Regions from separate parts of the Rattus norvegicus genome. Here region 2 is linked to region 1. The links are chromatin contacts, called in public Hi-C maps. All regions are on one chromosome and are shown on one strand. The core of a region is the stretch at or near the end of the contact, and the rest is flanking DNA. Distances in the headings are between cores, read along the strand shown. Region 1 has its middle 80 kb from the start of Cyria. Region 2 has its middle 37 kb from the start of Ddx1.

The links. Hi-C and Micro-C count contacts between places; a contact is called where the count stands out from the background.
Region 2: a contact with region 1 is called in a Hi-C map of the A7r5 cell line, with 14 times the contacts expected there. The contact joins two enhancer-like sites. A contact is called at or near these places in 4 of 12 Hi-C or Micro-C datasets (the A7r5 cell line, Schwann cells, frontal cortex and 1 more).

The regions. Positions count from the first base shown.
Region 1 is chr6:40,691,304-40,696,431 of GRCr8, forward strand. No RefSeq gene overlaps it. Among named protein-coding and RNA genes, the nearest start is that of Cyria, 80 kb to the right of the region's middle. Within about 2 kb of position 3,763, at least 17 of the 93 cell types and tissues checked have an H3K27ac peak or open chromatin away from gene starts, as enhancers often do.
Region 2 is chr6:41,716,719-41,721,887 of GRCr8, forward strand. No RefSeq gene overlaps it. Among named protein-coding and RNA genes, the nearest start is that of Ddx1, 37 kb to the right of the region's middle. Within about 2 kb of position 1,798, at least 21 of the 93 cell types and tissues checked have an H3K27ac peak or open chromatin away from gene starts, as enhancers often do.

The DNA of each region.
Region 1 (5,128 bases), core at 2,513-5,012:
GGAAAGTTAGACATGATGTTTGTAAGCCTCTTCAATCTTCTTCCTAAATGCATGGTATATCCCCCATATCCCTGAAAGCACTGGTTTCTCTGCCTGCCTTGATGCTCTAGGATGATGGCATCCCTCACTATCCATTCTCCCATGCTCCATTTACTGGTGTCTAGACCTGTCTGCCTCAGCTCCTGGCACATTCACTCAAGGACTGACCCCTATCAAACCTGAGCTGTCTTCTCCTGGCTTAACTCTGGGAAATCCATGAAACTCAGATAATAACACCTGTGGGATGTAATTTATCGGCTAGAAATTCCTGCATACACAGCTGGGACACAACTCAAAATGGGCATGATGAACAGAAGAGCATGGTACACTGGAACAAGTGAGTTACAACAGTGACTCCCTTCTATCATTGAATATTGAGCAAGAGTCTCTACTGGTTAGACCTAAAACTGACAACAAAGCGGGAGCAGATTCCTAAGTTTGGAAGTGTGGTTCTGGAGCTTCCTTCTCAGTGTAGCTTTTGCTGAGCATGTAGGACAGCTTTCCAGCACTGTAATAAATATCTGTGTGGAATCAACTTATAAAGTAAAAAGGTTGTTTTAGCACATAGCATTAGAAGTTAGTTATCAATCAGTTTGCCCAGTGCTCTTGGGCCTGTAACGGATAGGATAGCACACTATGGTGGGAATCAGGAAGGATCTTAGAGGAAACTGCTTATCTGATGGCTGGGAAGTGAAAGAGAACAAAAGAAAGGAAGGACATCGGTCTTATGATTCCCTTTGAGGGGATGCTTCCAGTGAACTAATGACTGACTCTACATCTTAAATTTCATGACCTTGTATGAACATGAAGCTGAGGACCAAGACTTTAACACATAAATTTTCCTTTAGAAAATATTTAAGACATGAAAGATTACAGTGAAGTGTGGAGCCCGTAGGACTTTAGTTAAACTCTATCTAATGAACTCACTTACAATAATAACTCTCATTATGAAATTTCAATAACATATGCATAACATCCCTAATTCAAGTTTGGCATGCAGTAGGCATCAGACAAAGGGCAGTCAAATTGGTTATTTACTTCCCCGACTCAGCAGGGCACAGCAGACATTCCCAAACTCACAGCGATTGTTACAGCATGCAAGAGACCTGCCCAAGCTCGATCGGAATAGAATCCCAGTGTGGGAGAGAGGATGTGTGCATGGAATCTCCCCCACCCCCAGCAGAGGAGATGTTGGGGTTTGATAACTGGGAAAAGAGGGAGACTCAGTTTTCTTTAATGATGCGATGCCTCATAGTTTGATCACACTCCAAAGCGGGCCCTCTTTCCAAGAGCAATAGGGCAATGTAAACTAGACACGATGGAAAAAAAGAGTATGTTAATAAATATAATATTAATTATTATAATTATAAAATTAATGACACATTGGAAGTAAATGAAGAACATTGACAAGGAAGATGTGGGTACGGTACAGAAAGAGACCAGAATGTCCAACTTCATTCTTTTCCATGTGAGCCACGTGTGTTTGAAGAAGGTGCCAATGAAACAAAGACCATCCTCACTGAAGATTAGTGTAGGGAAAAACGTTTGGCCCGTGCATCGTGTAAACACACAACTAATGCACAAGAACAACTACACAAGAACAGTATGTTAGCCTGGCTGTGATGGTGCACCCCTTTAATCCTGGCACTTGGAAGGCAGAGGCAGGTGGATCTGTGTGAAGTTGAGGCTAGCCTGGTTTACAGAGAAAGTTCCAGGATAGTCAAGGCTATACAGAGAAACCCTGTCTCAAAACAAAACAAAAGCAATCAAAAAAAAACCCAAGATGTTTTGTCTAGTGTATATTGTCAAAGGGAATATAGTTAAATAAGCTAACTTTATTCACTAATTCAGAATTCCATCAACCAATGACACCAACCTCATCCTCTCCTTCAGTCTGACTAAATATGTTCCCTCCAAAGTCTCCCTATGCAACTACCAAAGTGTACAGCTACCAACATAGCTGTTAGGACATCTAACATGTTAGACATGTTTTCATGTTAGGACATGAAAGAACATCTACTCCTTAAAGAGAGGCGACATGGTGCCTGCCATTGTTGTGACATTTTATTCTTATTACTTAATTTTAAAAAAATGCTATGCAATGTGCACTTCTTTTCTCACCTTACACACTAAGAAGCTGTGTCATAGGGACAGACACATTGCACCTGGCAGACTGTCCTAGATTTGGGTCCCTTGTCCCTGTCTCTCTAAACGCAGAGCTTATTTTTCCAGTGTAGCTAAGAGACATAGCCACAGTTGATGTGTACCTGGTAGCCCCAATGACAGACACACAGAGATGTTAGCACCAGGACTCAGAGAAGTGACTCCCACTTGGTAGGGTGATGAAGGACTTTCTGGAGGCAATGAGCGGGTGTGAAAGTGAAGACTGGCAAGTGTCATAGTCTGGGATTCATGTGAGGTGTAAATCAGATCGTATCTCTGGCCTGCCATGAATTCACCTGACTTCCTTGCTTTTGCCCTGATGTGCTTTGCCTGGCCACTAGTCTGTCACCTCTCGAGCCTTCTCCATGATGGAAACTGCCAATCTCACCCCAGACCTAGAGCATCTGCACACCTCTCCTCTACCTGCCCTGAGCGCTCACCCTCGTAGCTAGTAGGAATTGCTTCTTTAGTGAAATCCTTCCTGACCACACTAATGGGCCTAATTCAAACTTGTCCTCTACCAAATTGCCCTACTAATTATCTTCGAAACATCCATTAGTGCCTCAAGTTGTCAGTGACCTATGCCTCTTGGTCTCTCTGCCTGTCTATTACTTTTCATTAAACTGTCAAGACCCCGGAGGTTGTTTCTGTGCTCTGCGTCCACAGTTCAAATCCTACCCTCTAAATTCCGGACTAGCTGATGGGAACTTTGGATGGAGACTCTGATTATTTGTAGAAAACTACGTGTAGCAAGGCAGACTGAGATGGAGCCCACCTGACGGAAATTTAGAGGGAGGATGCCAGTCTCCTCTAGCGTTAGTAAAATCAAACACAGGACTTAAATGGCAAGTGGCCTAATGTGCTAGAAGATGCTAGAAGGGAGGAATTTCAGATCCTGTGTGCCTTTTCTGCCCCTTCATCTGGTCACACAGACTAAGAAATTCCCTTTTCCCTCCCTGGATTCGGCTTCGTCTAAGAAATAAGTGGTTGAGGCTGTACTAGTTTCTAAACTACTCTTTAGCTCTCAGCTTCTAGAAGGTAAACTTTCAGCACCCCCATCACGCGCACGCGCGCACACAAACACACCCACACACACACACACGCGCGCGCACACACACATATATAACCCTGTTGCCCTTCAGCCACTTTTTCAGGGACAGTGGGACATCTGCTGAACACCACCCTGGAGCCTCATACCCAGCAACTGCAAAGCCAATGGACTTACTTCACGTTCCCCGAGAATTGTAACTACTCCATTTGACCACCAGAGGGCATCACTTACCAAGACACCGCAGTCCACCAGAAGGTCGTTTGAATGCCCTTGAAGCTTGATGATCTGCAAAACTGTAACTCAGACAGATATTTTGCAAAGGCGGTGGGGTGCTAGCTCCCCGAGGGATGAGAAGGAATTCACACATAATCAAATAGCAGAGAAAGGTAAAATGTGGGGAGGAAGCTAAGGAAAACAGGCTCTTCCCAGAGTGTTTGCATAGTCAGGCTGCATGGGCTAGGTGGGGGGTGGGGCTGAACTCTACCTCAGTACTCACTCTGACCTACCAGTTCCCCACACCCCCACCTCTGCCTCCTTGACCCGGCACTACCCAGCACAACCTCCTCCCACAGCTGTGAACTCCAGGCCAGGAGGATGTTGCAATCTTTGTTTTGAGGGGGAACACACACTCACAAGACAGTTGTTTCTCTGGCCCAAGGGGTTTGGCCTGCGAGCCCTGCAGCTGTTTCTACATGAGCTGAAGGCAGACAGGGTTAGAGACAAAATCAAGAGGTTATCTCATCAGAGCCTGGCTCTACCGCTCATAAATTCATCAAATTCCAATGCACTCTGCATCTATGCCAGGCCTCCAGGAGACAGAGTGGTCCCATTTCCCGTTACCACCGGATTAACAGGCAAACAGAGGTGGCCAATAGGTAAAGGTCAGATGATAGAGACAGGACAAGTGGTCCTCCAAGAGGAGGGCAGTATCCTCTCAATCCAGTGGAGGGTCTGATTGGTCAGGCTGATGTAGCTGAATGAGTGAAAGGGGAAAGAAATAAAGGAATATGACCGCCCCTAGGAATAGTGGAGGAGAAAGGTTATGGTAGATAAAAGGGAGAACATTACCAGAAGTGGACACATCTGGGAGAGTCCAAAGGATTGGAGAGGGTAGTAACCAAAATGGCTGGGTTATATAGAGAAGAGCCTCTGGGGGGTTAATGCAGCCCAGTGCCTGGAGAGTTCAGACTATAGGGTAGTCCCCGAAGGCCATGAGAGATGCCGGGGAGAAGAATCTGGCTGATGGGTCTGCTGTGATATGTTAAATAAGCACTATCAGCCATTTGTCTTGTAGCAGTGTAAGAGATTTAACACTGATCCGGATGACAAGGGAACTGAGAACAGAAGGGTGGGAACAGGACAGGGGTGCTGAGAACAAAGGCATCTGGCCATTAGAAAAGCCTGGGGCTTTGGAGGGAGAGAATTTTGATATAGCTGGGACTTTGATCGTAACCGAAGGGACATCTAGTGCAGAGACAGGGTGCTAAAGAATGGGCAGCAGGTAATCCCTGTGTGGTACTGGAAAGTGGTCCCACATTATCTGCATGATTCATAGTTATCATGGTGCTTTAAGTAGGAGAAGGGCATAGCCAATCTTGTGGCAAGGTGGTTGCTGTGGTACAATACTGAGATAGGTGGTTCGAAGCTGCTTCAGTGAAGACCTAAGCCAAACTTATAGGTGGCTGTTCTACAGCTTCATGAAGATGTCTGACTCAGAGGTGAGGCTATACAACCACAGGAAGCCTGAATAGTATTGCTTGCCAGCAATGTCAGCCAAAGAAAAACAAATCCCCTTTCTTGGTCAAAAGTATCCTTTTGATGATGCCATGGAAGAGTGACCCTCAAGATGTAATTTATGTGTAAATTAGCCTGTGC
Region 2 (5,169 bases), core at 548-3,047, 1.0 Mb after region 1:
CTCATCTCTTTCTAAACAAAGCTCTGCCGGCTTTGTTAATCTTTCTGAAACAAGACTCTCTGGTTCCATTGATTTTCTTCTGTTGTTTCCATTTTTTATTAACATCTGCTCTAATCTTTACTGTTCCCTCCCGTCTGCATGCTTTGGGACTTGCTTCTCTCTTTCTTCCCCCTAGTACCTTAAGATGGGGATTTAACATGAGATTCTTTTTATATCATTTTTTAAAAAGTTATGCATGTATGTGTACCATGTGCATGACTAGTGTCCTCTGAAGCCCAAAGCGGGCATCAGATCCCCTAGGGTGGAGTCATGAGTGGCTTCTGGGAACCAAGCTCACACCCTCTGTAAGAACAGCAGGTGCATCTCCTACCTCCCCTCTTTCCCCCCTTTAATGCAATGATTCCCGGCTATAAATTTCCCTCTAAGCACCACTTCAGCTTTCACCTTTCTCAGAGCAGTTTCTAACTCCTCTCAGGAGGTCTTCTTTGACGCGTTGGCTCCATTTCTTCCCTGTGCTTGCTACTATGTCCATGCTTTCTGTTCTTGACTTCCAAGTTCATTTCAGTGTGTTTGGTGCCTGTGTGGCTCTAGTTCTTGTAAGCACACTGAGGCTTGTTTATGGACTACCGCATCCTGGGGGATGCTCTCTGCGCACTAGAGGGATGTGTATTCTGCTGTTGGGGCCTCTAAAGATTGAGTCTTCTCAGCTTATATTCCTTTACAATTAAGTCTTTCTGATTCCTGTTGAAAACCAGGTATTGGAGTATCTAAATAGTATTCTTGAGTGGTTACCTTTGTTACTTTAAACCACGGTTTCCTTAAAGGACAATAACTATTCCTGCTTCACAAAGGGGTAAAGAATTAAAAAATACTCTGGGTGGTAGTGCATGCCTTTAATTCTAGCACTGGGTAGGTAGTGGCGAACAGATCTGTGAGTTCAAGGCCAGTCTGGTCTACAGAACAAGTTCCAGGATAGCGATAGATAGATAGATAGATAGATAGATAGATAGATAGATAGATAGGTAGATAGATAGATAGACAGACAGATGAATGGGTTGGTGGATGGACAGACAGATAGGCAGGCAGGCAGAAAACCAAGACACAGCCTGCACAGTGAGCACTGCTGCAGTGCCTCTGGATGACTGGCAGTGCACAGTGGTGGGAAGAAAGATTTCCTCCCAGTAGCTGGTTCTGCAGGGTAGCTGGCTGGTTTTGAGTTCCATCAACACGGCTTTAGTCTGAGGGAAATAGTCGAGGCTCAGCCCTGTATTCGCTACAGACTAATTTCCAAGATATGCCTATCTCCCGTCTTAAAAAAACAAAACAAAACAAAACAAAACAAGCTAACAGATTCTAACTTCTCATCCTAACTGTGCTAGCTGGTTCTCATGGGAGGGTCTTGTCACTTACCTACTCCCCTCTCCTCCCTTTCTTTTCCCAGTTTAACAAATGCCTGCTAGTCAGACTGTGTCATGGGTCCAGAGGATCCTGAAAGCAGGCCTGCTTTAAACACCCTTCTCTCTGCAGCAAGAGGCACTATGTCTAAGCAGGTAAATAAAATGCAGGAAATGTACACTCTAGGAACAGAAGGAACAAAAGGTTTGGAGCACACATAAAGGCAGAGGTGACTTGCCTAGTAGGGAGGGGATTGAGGAGAAGCAGAAAGCGTAGTTCCCAACAAAGCATTAACAAAAGCTGACAAGAAGTGCGGTCCTCGATAGATAGCAGCTTGGGTTTCATAACCCTCCCTGCCCCTGCCAGCCCTCTTAGGTGGGAGGGGCCCAGGGGAGGAAAACAAGAGGATGTAACACTAAGTGAGTCATCCAGCCTCAAATAACCGAGAGCTGCTAAAGCAGAAAGTTCTCAACTTGGAAGTGTGCCAGCTTCAGCGCTGCAAAAATAGCCATGATGAATTCACATATTTCTTGCGAGTGTGTCGGTCCATCGTACCAGTGAAATCTCAGCCATAGCAAATTGGAATTTGGGGCCCATATGCTCAAAATCATGCTCAGATTTTGGTCAAAGGTTTTCTTGAGAAAGCTAAAAAAGCTGTATTTTTCTACTGAAAGTGGTCTATTCTCTCATTCTGTTGGGGTTATTAAGACTGTGGGATATTGTTTCCTGCTTGGAGTGAAAGGCCTCTTGGTGTTTTTCTGTTGGAGGTCTCCGTGTCTATCACCTCAGCAGAAGAGTCCCGTCAGTTGGAAAATGCCCCATAACGTGAGGATGTCTGCACACTGTAGAGAGGTAGTGTAGCTCAGAGGCCTTTCGCTCGAGCATGGGTCTCAGCTTCCCTGATGCTGCAACTTTTTAATACAGTTCCTGATGCTGTGGTGACCCCCCAACTATAAAATCATTTCGTTGCTACTTCAGAACTGTAGTGTTGCTTCTGTTACGAACTGTAATATAAATGTCTGATATGCGATCCCTTTAGTGACCCACAGGTTGAGAACCACTGCACTAGGAGCACCTTGATCCTCCTGGAATAGGTGTGTGCCAGTTTTAGGGAGTTTTGAGTTAACTTATAATGTGTAGGGGAGACAAAGAGATGAGCAGAGGTTTTCCTGGAGGGGCCCAGCAGGAAAACCTACCTTCCAGGGCTTGAGAAACTCAACATCCACGACTCTTGGGCCTCAGGCTCCTTACCTGACAAAAGGATAGCCTGGCTCTTACACGAGTCAGAATACAAAACATCTGGCTTCTAGGTGGCACTCCAGGGCTGACTTTGCACTCAAGGGGGTGGATAGGATGACTCAGGGCTCCGACACTGGGTAAGATCTTGACAGTCAAGAAGGTGGGAAGCTCTCCCAGCAGGCAGCCGAACAAGAATAAAGGCAGTCACAGTGCCATTACTAATAGCTACCCTCTCGGTGCTTAGGCTTCCTCGCCTTTAGGAGGGAAAGGTGTAGGTAACCTAGCTTCTGGGTTTTAGGACTGAACCAGAATGGGCACGTAGAATGCTGCTAAGTTCACAGTATAGACCAATAAGTGTTACCAGTTGCTTTTACATGGGGTGGGGGTGAGAAGACCAGGTGGCTGGTATGAACTGAGAGGATTTAAGGAGGAAGGTTTGGAAATAAATTGTAGAGGACTTTGAGTGCCCATCTTAGGTTGGATTTAATTAGTAGAGGCCTATCTCATTTTCTTGGGTGGGTTTGACACAGATTGATAAGCATACAACAGTAAGTGTAAGTTTAACCATGCATTCAATCGTAGAAACCAAATGGATTCCTGTCACAGATTTAAATGGCCCCAGCAGAGGATGCTCTTGAGTTGGTGACTCGGTTCTGCTTCCAGCACCTAAGCAGGTATTCACTGATAGCAGAAGCTATAACAGCTAGTGAGACGGCTCAGCACTTCAGAGCAGTTGTTGCTCTTGCAAAGGACCTGGGTTTGGTTCCAGCACTCATATGTTGGCTCATTTGTAAATCCAGTTCCAGGGGATACAACGTCATCCTGAGAGCTCCACAGGTACCAGGCTCGTAAAATATGTACATACATCAAGTAAAGTTAAAAAAAAAGGAAGGAAACTAGACGTCACTTGCTGAGAAGGGAGATTCTGAAAGATTCTCAATGTTTTGAGCGGTCAACTGAGTCCTCATGAGCTGCCATCTCAAGTGACTAAGCTCATTGTCTGTGCTGTGCAAGCCCACACATCCTGCCCTTGTCCTCACCCATACCCACCCAGAGGCAGGCAAGTCCACTAGGGCCATTCCACAAATTTCTAGCATGCTCTCAAGGGGCAGTGGCGTAGTTCCTAGGATCAGCTGTGAAGGAGGCAGGAGGCCGGTGGGTGTCAGCAATTAGTTATCGTGATGCCCACACCCTTCATTCAGAGCTGGCCTTTCAGAGACTAGCTGAATCAAAGGAAATGACTGAGAAAAAGCACTCCAAGTTCTGGAGATGTTAATGAGCGCAGCAATTAGCATAAGCAGGATCCTGACACGTATGGAAATTCTTTATACAGAGAAGTCTCCAATGGTGGGTGGGCCCAAGAGAAGGCTGGGGTGGTGGTCCACCCTACTGTGACAGGAGGAACCACCCAGGCACTAACCATGTGGGGCCAATTTGTTGAGGAAAAAAAAATCCCAATTCACACTTCTTGGCCTTCAAGATCTAGGTTTAAAAAAAAAAAAAAAAAAGACCACAGCCTCTGACAAATGTAATGAGGAAATAATTCCTTGGAATCTGTGAATTTGCTTAGATGGGAAAGAGGCAAGTCAGGTAATCCTTAAGTGACCCCAAGTGGTAAAAATACACCAGCACATGTGTTCAGGCCTCTGTGGGTATTCATGGCGTGACACTAGCACCACCTAGTGTACTCGGCTGGAAACGAGCCACAGACCCACAGACCTGACCCTGGTTGTCTCCACTATCATGTCTGTCTTACTCGGCAGGGCTTTCCCGGTGCTGAGTTGTGAGTCAATAGCAGTGGGGAAATGAGTAACAATTTATGGATGGACATACATTACAAGATTTGTTATTACAGCCTACAGCACTAATACCAATATTTTAAGTAAATAGTATGTAATGATACGGATATGATCCAATTTCTCCAAATTGCCTGGCTTTTAAGTGCCAAACAAAATATCTCAAACTGTAGTCTGAGACTGTAAGGCGGTTCTCGCTCAATCACATCTAAGAGTTCTTTAGCAAGCTCTTGTAAATCTGACTGTGGCTAAGCGTGCCATTTCATGAACTTTAAATGGCTTCTACAGAGCTTTGTTGCTTGCCCCCTTTGCAATAATTCCCTCCCAGTACAGGACTCGAGCTGGTTCCTTCCACTCCAGCACCACTTTGGCTAAACACAGAATTTTCCCTTTTATACCCAGTCATACTTTAAGTAGCTAACATTTGAGAGGATCCAGGAAGTCACAATATCCATGGAGTCCATCAGTCATGATGGATATCCTACTCCAATCACTTTCCTTTTCTAATCAGTTGTCTATCCCAGATTCTCTTCTACAAAACCCTGAAAACACACGCACGCACGCACGCACGCACGCACGCACGCACGCACAGGCACACGTACACACATGCATGCATAGAGGATAAATCAGGCTCCACTTTAAGCAGATTGCTAACATCACCTGGGACACCCAAGGCCTATTCCTCCCAGAGCAGTCAAAGCAGAGTTCCTGGATTCGGGGTACAGACCCTGCACTCATT